Regions from separate parts of the Mus musculus genome. Here regions 1, 3, 4 and 5 are each linked to region 2. A link is a contact called in public HiChIP or PLAC-seq and capture Hi-C data. All regions are on one chromosome and are shown on one strand. The core of a region is the stretch at or near the end of the contact, and the rest is flanking DNA. Distances in the headings are between cores, read along the strand shown.

Region 1 (2,700 bases), core at 142-2,641, 560 kb after region 2:
AGTGGTCTTTGCTTTAGTGCATGGGTCCAGCAACACCTGTCCCTACCCTACTCCCTCTGGAAAACCATTCTGCCTCAGCTAGAGAGCTTCCCAGGTTCCTCCCTGACGCTATGGGCCTGGAGGTGGTCCTAGTCTTTGGGCAGCTGGGTAACTCTGGCCAGCTCCTTTAGCTCTATTGTATTAGTCTATTTTGCATTGCTGTAACAAAACACCCACACAACAACTGGTGGGCACGTTAGTTTAGGCACCCAGCACAGTAGGGAGGCATGATGGAAGGATTCGGGCTATAGCCTCCTGGCCATATAGTAGGGGCTCTTCCCATCACTGCAGATCAGGCAGGAAGCAGGGGATGTCAGGAACCTGGGACAGACTATAAAGTTCAAAGGTCAAACCCTAGAGATCTACTTCTGACAACTAGGCCCCACCTCCTAAAGGTTCTATAACACACACCCACACACACAAAGCAGTGACACTATCTAGGAAATCAACATGCAAAATATGAACAGATGAGACACATTTCTGATTCATCTACAGCACTTATCTCTGGCTCTGTAACCTACTCCTCCATCAGTCACTTCACCTGACCTAGCACCACCAGTTCAGTTTCCTCCTGAGCCTCCTGTAACACCAGAAACTGAGCTGTCCTCAGCAAACCTCCACAGTGAGATCACAGCACCCTCAACAAGGAAGCCCTAAGCAAGGGGAGGTACTTTCTTGGAGCCAGGCTCGATTCCATGTCAGACCTAACTATTCCATGCTTTGAAGATGTTTTATTAAGGAGAATTCATTGCAGTGCTCAAATAATAATAGCTAATTGTGAACAGTGTGCAGAGAAAATAGTAAAATAATACTAGAACCAGCTAGAGCTGGCTAATGTTTAAAAGGTGACGTGTACCTGGCAGTGGGCTGCTTGCTGGAATAAGCACAGCAAGCTCCAATTATTTAATAGCAGGATGGGAATTTTATAGTCCCACTGTGTATATACACCACGATGTCTCTTTATCCATTCCCGTTTGTCCAATAAATCTTTATCAAGCATCTAAGATTCCAAAAGCACTAAATTACCCTCAGAACCCAGCGACCAAGGCATTGTGTTTGTCTTCAGATTAGAATCTAGTTGGGTAGAAAAACAAGTAAGGAATTAACCGTGATTAAAAGGCACACAGAGCTGAGTAGAGAGCTGGGAGACAAGGGGGAAGGAAGCCTTACCTAGTGTTGGGTAAGAAAGCAAGCTTCCTGGATGGAAGGAAGTCAAAGACGGAGGGGCAGGGGCTGGGGAAGTGACTGTCCTGGGAGCATAAGGACCCCAGCTTGGATCCCAAGCAACCACTTAAAAAGGCAGTGTGGTAGCATGCATGTGACTCCAGTGCTGGGCGGGTCAGAGACGGACAACCCGGAAGCTCATTGTCAAGTCCACCTAGGTGGTCTGATGAGCTTCTTACCCAGTAAGAGACCCCACCCCAAGGACTAAGGAGGTGAGGGGTAACAAAGACACGCAACACCAACCTCTGCCTTCCACACACACACACACACATTCACCACACACACCACCCCACACACCACACCACCACCCCACACACATACACACACTATTAAAACCAAAATAATTAATTCCATTTAAAAAAAACAGAACAGGTGGGAGCCAGAATATTTACTAGCTTTCAGACTCCAGCAGCTGGAGGAGACGGTGAGGCTGTTCAGAGATGGGGGACTTAGGAGACAATCACACTGGGATGGAGAAGCCAAGGATGAAGAGATCTCTTTGAGATAACATCGGCATGGTTACCTAGAAATGTCCAGGGAAGTGTGCAGAAGGGCTATAGCTCAGGAAGGGACAGGTAGAAATGGAAATGTAGAATTGCCTACAGACACCATCACTCAAGTGCCCATTGGATTAGATAACGGTCAGTACACTGAAAAGTCCCCACAGGAGCTTAGGCTACAGCTGCACGAAGACACTGGAGGATGAAGACGTGAGGAGGGTACATTTGCCCCTCCCTGAAAGATACATCCCAACCATCTGGGTAATGCCAAACAAGACAGGACAGGTCACTGTAACAGAAGATGCCAGGCATGCTGAACAAAAACCAAAGCTACCTGGACAGCAGCAGCAGACTGCGCTCACCGCAGATACCTAGCATTCAAGATATTTTCTTTGATTTTTGGCACCACAGAAACCAAATCCAAAATCATCCAAATTAGCCAGGCAAAGGCATTCATGGTCTGGATAATGCTGGGGAGAAAAGCTACTGTTATCTGAACCTGAGATACACCATCGTTAACTCAGCAGCTCCCATCTGGACAAAAGAGGATGGGCTGTCACCACCAATACACCGGAGTTGCTGTGTGCCTGCACAGTCTGCCAACTTGGTCACAAATCTCAAAACATGCAGGAGCCCCAGGATTTATCTGTCATAAAGTACAATTCAAAGGCCCTTTCCTTATGCTACCCTTAGGCAGTCATACTCATCATATTGGATTAGAGCCATGGGCAGTAAGTACACAAGAAAACAACTCAAGTCCCAGAAGTCTGAGAAGGCAGCAGGCACGGCTCTGCTGCCTCCGTTTCTCTGTGTCCTTAAACCAGCTGTGCGCTTGCTTCAGCAGCACAGATACTAAAATTGGAACGACAGAGACCAGCATGGCCCTGCACACTCATGAAGCATTCCAGATTCTAACCAGAAGGAGGATATGAAAATG
Region 2 (2,851 bases), core at 47-2,546:
GATTTACCTCCTAAATGTGCTCAGAGATGTTGTGTTTTTCCTGTAACAATTTACTTGATTGTTCTCAAGGATGTGATATTTCTATTTGTGGGATGCTTTGTTGTTCTCCTGTCCATTTCTCACAAAGCTGGGGATAGGAATAGCCCATTCCTGGACTAAGATCTTGGAGGATGCTCTAAGACAGATATGCTTGGGTCTGAAGTTAGTTAGGGGCAATCCTGATTCACAGTTAGCTTCTTAGTGAACTGAAAAAACACTTGATACTTTACTAATATAATGTATAGGACCTGTGTTAGGTTTCTCCAGCAAAATGGGACGGAGAGGGAGAGGGAGAGGGAGAATGAAGCAGGAATGTCTAAGGTTTATATGAGGTCATCAGGCTGGAATTTCAGGTAAGAATTACAATTGATGTCTGGACTCCAAATCCCTCAAGTGAGAAACTGAGGCAGGGTTTCTCTGTGGCAATCTGGTTGAAGAAAAATTTCTTCTACCTTGAGAAACTGCAGTCTTTACTCTCAAAGCTTTCAAATGAAAGGACCCACACACAATATGGAGAATCACACGCTTTATGCAGAACACCAATCACATAAAGAATGTGTCTCCACAGAAGTATCTCCAGTGGTATTTGGCCAAATGCAGGGCATTTTAGTCTGGCCAAGTTAATGCACACAGTTAACTATCACATGGGGGAAAACTTATCAGTTTTTAAAGGTTACTGAGGGCTTGAGAGGCTGAGGCAGGAGGATCAAGTTTGAGGTCAACCTGGGTTACATGGCAAGACCTTGGTCTAAACAGTTATTATTATTTTTTTAATTTGAAGAAAAATTTAAAATTTGAAAAGGCATACGGAGCAGCTGATGTTTCTCCAACATCATCCCGGTGTGGGGAGGTAGAGGCAGAGGATCAGGAGTTCATGTTCACCCCTAGCTTTATGCTGTCCATGGTTCATCATCTCTTATGGCCCATATTAGTCATTGTGCCATTCAAAAGCCACAGAGCAAGAGAAACATGTTTCACAGCTCCTACTGTATCCTGGACCCTAGGGATGCAACAGTGGCAAGATGTGGTTTCTGCTCTTCATTGTGAGCTGACTTGGCTGAGGCTATAAAGCAAAGGTGCTTTGTGAAATTCAGAGAGGATAACGTAAGGTAACTCAGAGATATGCACAGGAAGTTGCATATTTGCAATAAAGCCACACACAGCAGAACTATTAGATCCAGGCACTCACTCAACGTGGATTCTGGGCTCTTCAGCTCTGATCTCTTCAGCTCTCATTTGCTCAGACTGTCTATGTCCAGCAGATGGTGCCAAATGACTGTCTGCAGTCAACTGGCAGTCCCTCTCAGGGAAAATCCAAATTGAGCCTATGAAAGAAAGGTCAGCATTTTTAAGGAAAGTGCTCTTTGTCAGACTAAGACCTTTTAATTTGTCCCATTTTAATAGTACATATGTATCAAGATAAAAAAAAAACAGACAAGGAAATGGCCTCCTTTGCTGGGATTGTGGAATTGTAAGACCCCCGAAACTGGGGAGACCTCCGCTCAAGTCCCGGGTTGAGCTGGTCGGCACCCCGATAACACCTGATGCAAACTGCAAGACGCTTTATTGTCAGCTAGCTGAGGGGAGTTCGATCTCGAGCGGTAACAGTAGGGGGCTTTTAACAGCTAGCTGAGGAGTTGGGAGGAGTTTGGCTACAGCTCTTCTCTGGCGGGTGTCCTTGGTAAAATAACAAGGCATGAAGAGTGAGGAGTGAGCTGTAGCTCTTCTCTGGGGAATCTATCTCCATGTCCTTGGCACAGGGAGCCAAGCAAGCGCCTGGCTAGGTCTCCCCACAATCATCGAGTCTCTGGCTGTAAGGCACAGAAACAAAAAGACTTTTTGTTGGCTATAGAGAACAAAGAGCTTCTTTCTGGCTGTATTTTAAGAGATCAGGGAAAACAAGCTTGGGGAATGTCCAGGGGCTTTACCTTTCAGGGAGAAACGCTCTAAGTCGGGGTCTCACAGAATTATGGGAACAGAGGTCAGGAAGTACTTCAGTAAAACAGCACCCCAATATAGACTGGCATATGAAACTCCAATGACTGAGCATACACGTGTGTATTCATATATTTTGAGTCTACACTTGTATAGAAGTGTATGTATCATGTATGCATATGTACATACGTGCCTGTGTGTGAATATATGGGTAGAAGTCCAAGTGTGTGCGTTTTTGTAATGTGTCTGTATGTGTTGAGTATTTGCAAGTAGGTGCCTATGGTCACATACAAGCATACTCATGGTGTATGTGGAGTGCCTGTGTATGATTGTGAGGAATATGAGTGTGAGTGTGCACATGTGGATGTGTATATCCATGTGTGACTGTGTACACGTATATGTTTACTTTTGGGAAAAATTAAAAAATAAAATAGATGAGGAATGGAAGGTTTGACATATTTTTAAAGGGCAAAGGTACAATTGTTGAGGCAGTGGAAATTGGGAGGATGGAGCCTAAAAACCGAGAAGGACTAAAGCCTCAGGCCTTAGCCAACCTTACTCAGAGCATCAGACAATCTATACTCTGAGAGTTAAGAAGAATCGAATGAGTACAGTTTACAATCACAAAGACAAACCACACATGGCGGTAACATGTCTGTCTACACGGACATAAAACCAAACAATAGCCAGCTCCAATGAACAATCTGAAGTCAACTCCCTCCTACCCACCATACTTGGGAGGGACATTTAATCACATTTCAGAAAGAAGTTGGCATTTGGAAGAAACAGGTCACAAAGACTCTTGTTTACTTGGAATTTTCTCACACGAACTCAGAATTCTTCTTATCGGACTCCATTTTTGGAAAGTGTTCTGACA
Region 3 (2,700 bases), core at 188-2,687, 820 kb after region 2:
GGCTGGTGAGATGGCTCAGCGGGTAAGAGCACCCGACTGCTCTTCCGAAGGTCAGGAGTTCAAATCCCAGCAACCACATGGTGGCTCACAACCATCCGTAACGAGATCTGACTCCCTCTTCTGGAGTGTCTGAAGACAGCTACAGTGTACTTACATATAATAAATAAATAAATCTTTAAAAAAAAAAAAAAAAAAAAAAAAGTAAATCTAAATTCTGAAAACATTTACCTGCAATTAAAAAAACAACAACTATGGGTCACAACACTGGGAAACTGTCTAGAATCGCCTCCCTTCCCCATCTCAGCCCAGGCTACTCTCCGAGATTTATTGCTAGTTTATGAATTACTGTACTGGCGTTCAGGATCAAAAAACGCTGTTGCGTGCCGCCATGTACTGCCTCTCCCCGTGTTGCACAATTCCATTTTTATTCACAATTCAAGGCCAAGGGTCTCTTATTTCCTTTCCAATTTTCCCCAAATGTCTACTGTTAGCCAATGGAGTGCATCGCAACGTTATCCCTTTATACACAAACATGTGAACTGCTAGGTAAAGTATCTGTGTGAAAATACATGAGGGTGAGTGATTGGGCAGGGCCCTGGAAGGATCTTATAATGCGAGGCCTCGTCCATACCTTGCGCACCAACTTACAGTTTTCAATGAACACTACAGAATGACTGGGAAGAATTAATCTAGGAAAATGCTGAGCTACTGATCACACGCCTTTCCTCCCCTAAAACGCATGCTACGAATCACATTTTTAAAAAAGGGAGACTTGGTGGGGGAGGTTATGGGGGACTTTTTGGGATAGCATTGGAAATGTAAATGAGGAAAATACCTAATAAAAAATATTTTTTTAAAAAAAGGGAGACTTATTCGTCGCAACACACCAAGGAAGCGTGATTCAAGAATAATAATTTAAAAATTAATGAGTTTCCTGAGATTCAGAAAAAGCCCAAGTGGTCCAAGCCGTGGAGTGTGCTAACTACCCCCCGCCCCCAGCCAATGGCCTCCCCGCGCCATCCTCGCTCCTCGCCTCCTAAGGGGAGCAAACCGGGACTTCTGAGTTCCCGTGACCCGCCGGGCAAGGCCTCGCTGACCCGAGGCGCCTTGGCGGGTCCCCAGCTCGCTCTGCCCGTGGCGACCCCAACGAGGCCTGCGCATCCCCCGCACCCAAGACCACCCCAAGGAGTAAGCGACTCCACTGCCCACAGCCCGAAAGGACCCGCGGCCTTCGAGGTTCGCGCTCCAGCCACCACACTCACTGCCCATGGCGGCGGCTCAGCACACCCGGCGGGCACCCGCGGCCTCGCAGCTGCCTCCGCTCCGTTCCTCACGACTCTGGCCTAGGCGGCGGAGGCTGGGGACACGCTCTGGCCGTCCCCGCACAAGCTCCGCCCACAGAGTCATGTGACATGCGCTCTAGGCTCCTCCCAGACCTAGCCTGGCCGTTGGCGGACGTCCACCGCGTTGCTATGGTCACCGTTGGCGCGGCGGCGGGGGCGGGACTGGATGGCAAGAGGCGGGGCGGCCTGCCGTGGTGGGCGGTTCTTAGTTGCTCTACTCCAGGACAAGGGTTTTCCTTTTCAAAGCTGTTTTCTAGATAAGGTTTCCTGGTCCAGGTACCCCAAGGCCTAGAGCTGAGCTACCTGAGCCAGACTTTTCTTTCCGCCCCATCTTAACTGTAACTTCTTAGACATTTGTGAAAACTGGTAATACACTGCAGACAATAGTACTTTCCAGTACTTCCCCATCTTCAAAATAGACATCAAGGCATCAAGAGGTATAAACTCTTTTATCTGTCTCTCTTTTTCAGAAAGAAACCTTTTTAGGCCGGGCGGTGGTGGCGCACGCCTTTAATCCCAGCACTCGGGAGGCAGAGGCAGGTGGATTTCTGAGTTCGAGGCCAGCCTGGTCTACAGAGTGAGTTCCAGGACAGCCAGGGATACACAGAGAAACCCTGTCTCGAACCCGCCCCCCCAAAAAAAACCCAGTAAAACTTCCAAGGTAATATAGGTAAATTAGAGAAGTTAATTTCAGACTATTTTTCCCAAATAGGAAATATATGGAAAACATAAGAAATTTGAGTAAAATGGTTCTTTCAAGGTGGTAATTTTTATTTTGCTAAGAATAATGTGATATATGGGGGGTGGGTATGGGGGACCTTTGGGATAGCATTGAAAATGTAAACAAGGAAAATACCTAATTAAAAAAAAAGAATAATGTGTCATTTTAAGCAAAATTCATTATTTTTAATATTTCAACTTACTAATTACATAACTGAAGCTCTAGTTCTCACTGAACATTAAACATGCATAATTATGGACAGCAGATAAGAAAAACTAACATTTTTAAGAGGAAAGAAAATACAGTAGTGTTTCATATGAAATAATTCAAATGTCCCTTTCTGCAACACAATTCAGAATGTGGCTGATATAAAGGTAGAAAGGCAGAAGACATTTTCATAGCTCTGTCAGGGAAAACTGTAACAAGAAATAATAAACTTGTGAGAGGCAGCATAGGAAGAAATTTAGAAAGAGCAAGACAAAAACATTTTTAAATATATTAAATTCCATCTTAGAGTTTTAATATCTTTTAATTTAAGAAACCAAAAGATAAGAGAATAAAGGTACATTATGGTTTTTTTAAACTTAAATATACACTATTATTCTTATTAAACTTGCCTTTGAAACTTTACAGATT
Region 4 (2,700 bases), core at 188-2,687, 590 kb after region 2:
GCTGGAAAGGAGGAGGCTAACACACAGCTGGAAAGGAGGGGCTAACACACAGCTGGAAAGGAGGAGGCTAACATACAGATGTGCTGAAAGCAAACTAAATAGCCTGGTGCTCAACTTAGAAAGAGATCAATGAGCTGAGGGTGATAACTCCTCACTATAATCCTAGCACCTCGAAGCCTGTGGCAGGAAGACTGCAAGTTTGAGGCCAGCCTGGGCTACAGAGTCTAGACCAGCCTGGGCTACATAGTGAGACCCTGTCAAGGAAGGGCCTGCCATAGCATCACTCCAGCTCCACTTCTGTATTTACTTAGACACAGTTTCTTTACCCTCAGAGTGATGAATATTCATCATTATGGACAGGACTAGGGGAGGGTGAGTGGAAAGGCTCCACCGCTTTACCAGAAACAACTTCTGCATTCTACTGTTACGGTACATACAAAGCATCTACTTGTACACAAGTGTGTGATAACAATCATTAGCTTAGTACTGAAGTAACTATATACATAGATTTTTAAATATTTATATTTAGACCCTTACTGATACAGAAATCTAATTTAAACATTATGTACATACTTTTGCAGGAATACATATGGTATTCCAGGATAAAATTCCTTAGGAATAGAATATTAGCTGAAAGGGGGAGGGGAAGAACTTATTATTTTAAGCTGATTCTAGTACTTTTTAATGATAATGACAGGTATCAAATGTCTATGGCATTTACATTCCATTTAACTGGTTACAGTTAAAATAATCATGATACTGTTCCATTTGAAGACATTGATATTTACAATAAGAAAGTGATATCCTTTATTTACCATGCTTAAGTTATGATAAAAAATATTCATCTGTCCACAGAGAAGCTGTGAGGGCTGGTGGCTTCGTGGAATTAGTTAGGAACGACTGAGAGACAGAAGATGAGAAGAAAGGCCACCCTTGGTTCCAGCACGTTTCCGGCCTTAAGATATTCCTAGAGAAGGGAGACATCTAAATTTCCTCTTTAGAATTAAGCTTTTCATACATTGGTCTTAAAAAACTTCTAGGCATGGGGCTGGAGAGATGGCTCAGCGGTTAAGAGCACTGACTGTTCTTCCGAAGGTCCTGAGTTCAAATCCCAGCAACCACATGGTGGCTCAGAACCATCTGTAATGAGATCCGATGTCCTCTTCTGGGGTGTCCGAAGACAGCTACAGTGTACTTACATATCATAAATAAATAAATCTTAAAAAAAAAAAAAACTCCTAGGCAGAGTTTAGGCCACACAAAACAGAGCTGTTAGCCAACACCTTTCTTTGACTTTGCCTCTAAACAACACTCAACTTCCTGTGTCAACTTTTCCATGGACTTAAAAGTGAATCTGCTCACTCAGGAAGGGCTCCCTGTGGAGCACGCTCCCTGTTCTGAAAGACTACATTGCGCAGACTCAGATTGATTGGCAGGCAAATGTTTGCAATGCATTGGGCTAAATTCTACACTAGGCAGCCCAGGCAGTGGCCACAAGGTCTTTGCTTATGTTAAATTAGAAATAATGGTTTTAACTGCAAAGAGAACTTAGAGCTAGAAGAAACAATGTTGGTGATTCGTCACGGATCTCTTAGGACACCCAAGCTGAGTCAAGGCCGTGGCTATCCTAGGATGCCTGAGAGGCACAGATGCACACAGTAAGATTAAATCCCGCCCCTCCTCATTTTCAGTTTTTGTGTTAAAAACAGGCACATGATGGAAATAAACCATTAAGACAAGATCCAAAAATAAGTTTAACTGGTTACCAAAACTCATATACAAAGTTCTCATTCTAATCACTTCTGTAAACAGCTGAAAGGTACGGACACCAAACCTCGGCTTGTGGAGCGCAATCAACTTAATCGGCTTCTTTGAAAGATTAATTTAAGTGAAGATTACCGATGGCTGCAGATGACACGGGTCCAATCGCGCAGCCCAGTTGAGATGAAGGAAAAATTGCGAAATCATACAAACACAGCTGCAGGCCAAACATGGAGATGGGGGGGGGGGGGGACCTCCTTCCTGGGTCCGAAACACAACTCTAAAGGACAGTGCTAAAGTCGAAACCGAAATGTCAGGAACAGCATGTGAAGGCTCAGGTACCCCAGGCTGGGACCTGCCCGTGGTCAGGACAGCAGGGGTCATGTGACCTGCCCTAGGGCGCTGCAGCTGTTTGGACAGAAAGCCCAACCAGCTAGCCAGGAAAAGGACAATCAACTGCTGTTGATCCTACCTCAAACCAGATTCTAAGTGCTTGTTTAAGCCGTTTCAAGGGCAAGTTCTGCTAAGTCCCAGACAGGAAGCATAAATAAGATGAAACTGGAAAAGAGATCAAATATGGTCTCCACAGACCTAAAAGGAAAACGTTCTACCCACAACATGCAATAAGGAGGTTAATTTGAAGACCCTTCTGGAAGTTGTGGCGGGGGGAGTCAGGGGTCAGTACCTGGACGTGTTATCATTGAGAATGGAAGAAGGTTAAACCCTCAACAGCACTTACCAGAGGCGCAGCTCAGAGACCAAACCAACTCCATCTTGGGTTCAGAGTCCAACTTGGAGAACCTGAGCTAAGGCTGAACCAACAAGCCTGCACCTCCAAGTCGCTCCCTAGCAACCACCAATCAGGAGGAAAGCAGCAGTTACGTTTATGGCTCGGCTCCTCGCACCAGCCAATTATTTTAAAGGAAAACAAAATTCTGT
Region 5 (2,700 bases), core at 147-2,646, 720 kb after region 2:
TTAACATGCACGGTTGCTCAATAACTAAAAAATCAAGTGGCCAAAGGAAAAAAAATTGGGAAAGATTTTTTCCCCATGTGATAAAGTCTCCATATAAAAAATAAAGAAATAGCACAAAGAACCCCTGCCAGTATTGCTCATCTGTAATTCTATCCCTTCCCCGAAAATGTGTTTGATCTGAAAAGGATGCGCGTTTGCTTCCAAAGCTACATATTTCAGCAACAAGCCTGGTCTAGATCCATGAGTCTGCAGAACACAGCACACGCTGGACTTCCTTTGTTTGGCATGATCAAGTTACAAAGCCAAACTTACAATAGCAAGACTCAAAATTAAACAACATTCTGTCCAGAAAGCAATAAAACAAGTTATCAGCAACACAAGTCACAGGGAAAAGACTAGAAAGGAACAACATTGATTTTCTAAGACTCTAAAATAAGAGGCAGATGGATCTTTGTGAGTTCCAGGCCAACTTGCTCTACATAGTGAGTTCTGAGCTAGCTAGAGCTATGCAGTGAAACCCCCCCACCTTCTGCCTCTGTGTGTCTCTCTCTTATATACACACACACAATGTAAATAAGGATTTTAAATTCTAGCCGTACATCATCATCCCTGAGGGGGCTTCTGAAACCTTACCCAGTGTCCATCCTAGACTCACAGAATGGGTGGGCTACTGACCTGATGTGCATAGAACAGTTAAGACTCTACAGCCCTGAATCAAGTTGCCCAACAACAATAAACATAGACACGCCAAAGTGTCACTAGGTACAAACACTTCAGTTATATGTCACGAGCCAAACTACTTACAGACACGAGTGAGCTTTCTACAAGAATAGCCACAAAATAATATATTCAAGAAAGTGTCTAACAAACTCTGATACACGTACCATTGAGTAAATGCAAATGGGTTTTACAATATGGTCTAAATCTCGGAACGGAAACTGTCAGGATGTTTAGACTGGCATGCTTCTCGCTTTTAAAAATGAACTCTTTTTCAGATCTGCAGGATCTCAGCTACCATTACTTATATACTCGTCCAACTTCACTTTAATTCCTCAACTCTTTTACAGGCTAAACAGCTGCGTCTACCTGTCAGCCCCACTGAGTTAGTGATCAGGACATTTGCCAGGGACAGGAGGCAGCTTGGCAGGTTCCAACATTTTCAACTGCCGATATGAAATAACTAGTTTAGTATCTATACACTGCAGGCAGATAACACTTACCCCACAGCATATACAGACTGAGATACAGAACTAAATGATAATAAAAGCCTTCCGGGAAGGGAGCGTGTTCTAGACAAAAGGCTGGTTTTACCCTGTTCTAACTGCCTAGATGCTGCCTGCCACAGGCCACACCTCGCGAACACAAGTCTGCCACTTCCACATCAAGATAACTTCCTCCAACGTTCAAGGCTATCTTGTTTGATGCTTCCTGTGGGCAGTACAGCAGCTAGCACAGCACAGACACACACAGCAGGCTGCCAACGTCTTTACCAGGAAGCAGAGAAGCGACTCCTGCCTGCGGGATCAGATGTCTGTCTATGAACTCACCCTGCTTCCCAGGCCTCGGAGGTTTCTTTCCGTCCAGCTGGAACTTTCCCAAGCATCCTTCCTTGTCTCGACCTCTGCTCCCCTGTCCTTTCAGATGTGTTTGTGATTGTGTGCATGTGTGCTGTGTTCACATGTGTCTTCAGAGAACCTGCCTCTCACCAGCCAGAAGTACCAAGGCGACAAGCACTGGCAAGGATCTGGGGACCAGGAGTCCTCACGGACTGTGGGGAGGAAGGTAAGCTAGTCTAGCTGAGGAAGAGCATGCAAGTGCCCTACAAAGTTAAAGAGGCTCCTAGGGAGGCTCGGCCTTTGAAGGCACTTGCTGACAAACCTGAGGTCCTGGGCTTGATCCCAGGAACCCACATGGTGGAAAGACAGAAGCACACTCAAGTCCATGTTCTCACACGATCAATGTAAATAAATAAAGAGATTAAAAACAGACACACCATATGACCCAGCATCCCAGTTCTTGGGCATACATCCAAAGACGTGAATACCTGAAAGAACAGTTGTCCCCCAATCTCAATTTCCACACTACCCACAACAACCTGGAAGTGCAGACAAATAGATAAAGAAAATGTGGTCCAAACACACAACAGAACTGTTGAGCAATAAGAAACATAGCTGCCTAGTACTCTGGGGCAATGCGGATGAACTGGGAGGCGTAATGTAAGTGAACTAATCCAGGAAAAAGGGCAAATACCACAGGATCTCATTCATATGTGAACTCAACCAGGGATCTTCCACGGGTCAAGGGTAGAAAGACGGCTACCAGAGGCTGGTGTGGGGAGCGACGTGGCAGAAGATGATCAATAGTTAATAAAGAAGAATAAGAAGTTCTGTATGCTACTGCACAGAGGGGAGACCATTGGGGCCTCCAACATTTAACTACTGGGATAGGATACTGTCACCTCCAACGTCTCTAGTGACACTTATACCTATCCTGGAGGCTGGGGTGCCTGCCAGACAATGAGGATGTGCTGTCAGTTCAGTAAACTCAGGCCAGAAACGGGAGAATTTTGAATGTTCTTACCATAAAGGGATGACAAACATTTGAGTAGGAACTCCTTTGGTTTCCCATATGAATGAAATCATGTAGTACTTGCCCTTTGCCTGGATTAGTTCACTTATGTAAGGAATCCAGAACTAAACA

Evidence for each region. HiChIP or PLAC-seq counts read pairs in DNA pulled down with a chosen protein or histone mark. Capture Hi-C pulls out chosen DNA fragments and counts their contacts.
Region 1: a contact with region 2 is called in a capture Hi-C map of embryonic stem cells, with 4 times the contacts expected there. The contact joins two enhancer-like sites. A contact is called at or near these places in 3 of 484 Hi-C or Micro-C datasets (the AML12 cell line, the G1E-ER4 cell line and nephron progenitors), 2 of 115 datasets of contacts at active chromatin or transcription factors (astrocytes and embryonic stem cells) and 1 of 9 other capture datasets (embryonic stem cells).
Region 3: a contact with region 2 is called in an H3K27ac HiChIP or PLAC-seq map of embryonic stem cells, with 13 times the contacts expected there. The contact joins the promoter of Sec61a2 here to the enhancer-like site in region 2. A contact is called at or near these places in 1 of 39 promoter capture datasets (hippocampal neurons), 3 of 15 datasets of contacts at CTCF or cohesin (embryonic stem cells, pro-B cells and stem cell-derived epiblast-like cells), 27 of 484 Hi-C or Micro-C datasets (B cells, the Ba/F3 cell line, the G1E-ER4 cell line and 11 more), 8 of 115 datasets of contacts at active chromatin or transcription factors (SST interneurons, astrocytes, embryonic stem cells and 1 more) and 2 of 9 other capture datasets (embryonic stem cells and macrophages).
Region 4: a capture Hi-C map of embryonic stem cells shows a contact between it and region 2, with 3 times the contacts expected there. The contact joins two enhancer-like sites. A contact is called at or near these places in 1 of 484 Hi-C or Micro-C datasets (liver), 4 of 115 datasets of contacts at active chromatin or transcription factors (embryonic midbrain and embryonic stem cells) and 1 of 9 other capture datasets (embryonic stem cells).
Region 5: an H3K27ac HiChIP or PLAC-seq map of embryonic stem cells shows a contact between it and region 2, with 9 times the contacts expected there. The contact joins two enhancer-like sites. A contact is called at or near these places in 4 of 15 datasets of contacts at CTCF or cohesin (embryonic stem cells, large pre-B cells, pro-B cells and 1 more), 79 of 484 Hi-C or Micro-C datasets (the 3T3-L1 cell line, the 4T1 cell line, the 63-12 cell line and 49 more), 18 of 115 datasets of contacts at active chromatin or transcription factors (acute myeloid leukemia, astrocytes, craniofacial prominence and 9 more) and 2 of 9 other capture datasets (embryonic stem cells and pancreatic islet).

Annotation. Positions count from the first base shown.
Region 1 is chr2:5,639,285-5,641,984 of GRCm38.p6, forward strand. The region is part of intron 1 of Camk1d (calcium/calmodulin-dependent protein kinase ID); the gene reads right to left. Among named protein-coding and RNA genes, the nearest start is that of Camk1d, 74 kb to the right of the region's middle. Within about 2 kb of position 1,392, at least 21 of the 459 cell types and tissues checked have an H3K27ac peak or open chromatin away from gene starts, as enhancers often do. A contact at or near this core is called in embryonic stem cells, where this site is marked.
Region 2 is chr2:5,078,940-5,081,790 of GRCm38.p6, forward strand. No RefSeq gene overlaps it. Among named protein-coding and RNA genes, the nearest start is that of Optn, 16 kb to the left of the region's middle. Within about 2 kb of position 1,297, at least 36 of the 459 cell types and tissues checked have an H3K27ac peak or open chromatin away from gene starts, as enhancers often do. A contact at or near this core is called in the G1E-ER4 cell line, cerebral cortex, embryonic stem cells and 4 more, where this site is marked.
Region 3 is chr2:5,893,995-5,896,694 of GRCm38.p6, forward strand. Sec61a2 (Sec61, alpha subunit 2 (S. cerevisiae)) reads right to left here and starts at 1,438. Exons shown (of 12, transcript NM_021305.4): 1 at 1,263-1,438. The coding sequence starts at 1,269. Gm13267 (predicted gene 13267) reads left to right here and starts at 1,470. Exons shown (of 3, transcript NR_166420.1): 1 at 1,470-1,780. It also overlaps a transcript of Dhtkd1 not described here.
Region 4 is chr2:5,667,739-5,670,438 of GRCm38.p6, forward strand. The region is part of intron 1 of Camk1d (calcium/calmodulin-dependent protein kinase ID); the gene reads right to left. Among named protein-coding and RNA genes, the nearest start is that of Camk1d, 46 kb to the right of the region's middle. Within about 2 kb of position 1,438, at least 17 of the 459 cell types and tissues checked have an H3K27ac peak or open chromatin away from gene starts, as enhancers often do. A contact at or near this core is called in embryonic stem cells, where this site is marked.
Region 5 is chr2:5,800,080-5,802,779 of GRCm38.p6, forward strand. All of the region lies in intron 10 of Cdc123 (cell division cycle 123), which reads right to left. Among named protein-coding and RNA genes, the nearest start is that of Gm29984, 24 kb to the right of the region's middle. Within about 2 kb of position 1,397, at least 104 of the 459 cell types and tissues checked have an H3K27ac peak or open chromatin away from gene starts, as enhancers often do. A contact at or near this core is called in the G1E-ER4 cell line, cerebral cortex and embryonic stem cells, where this site is marked.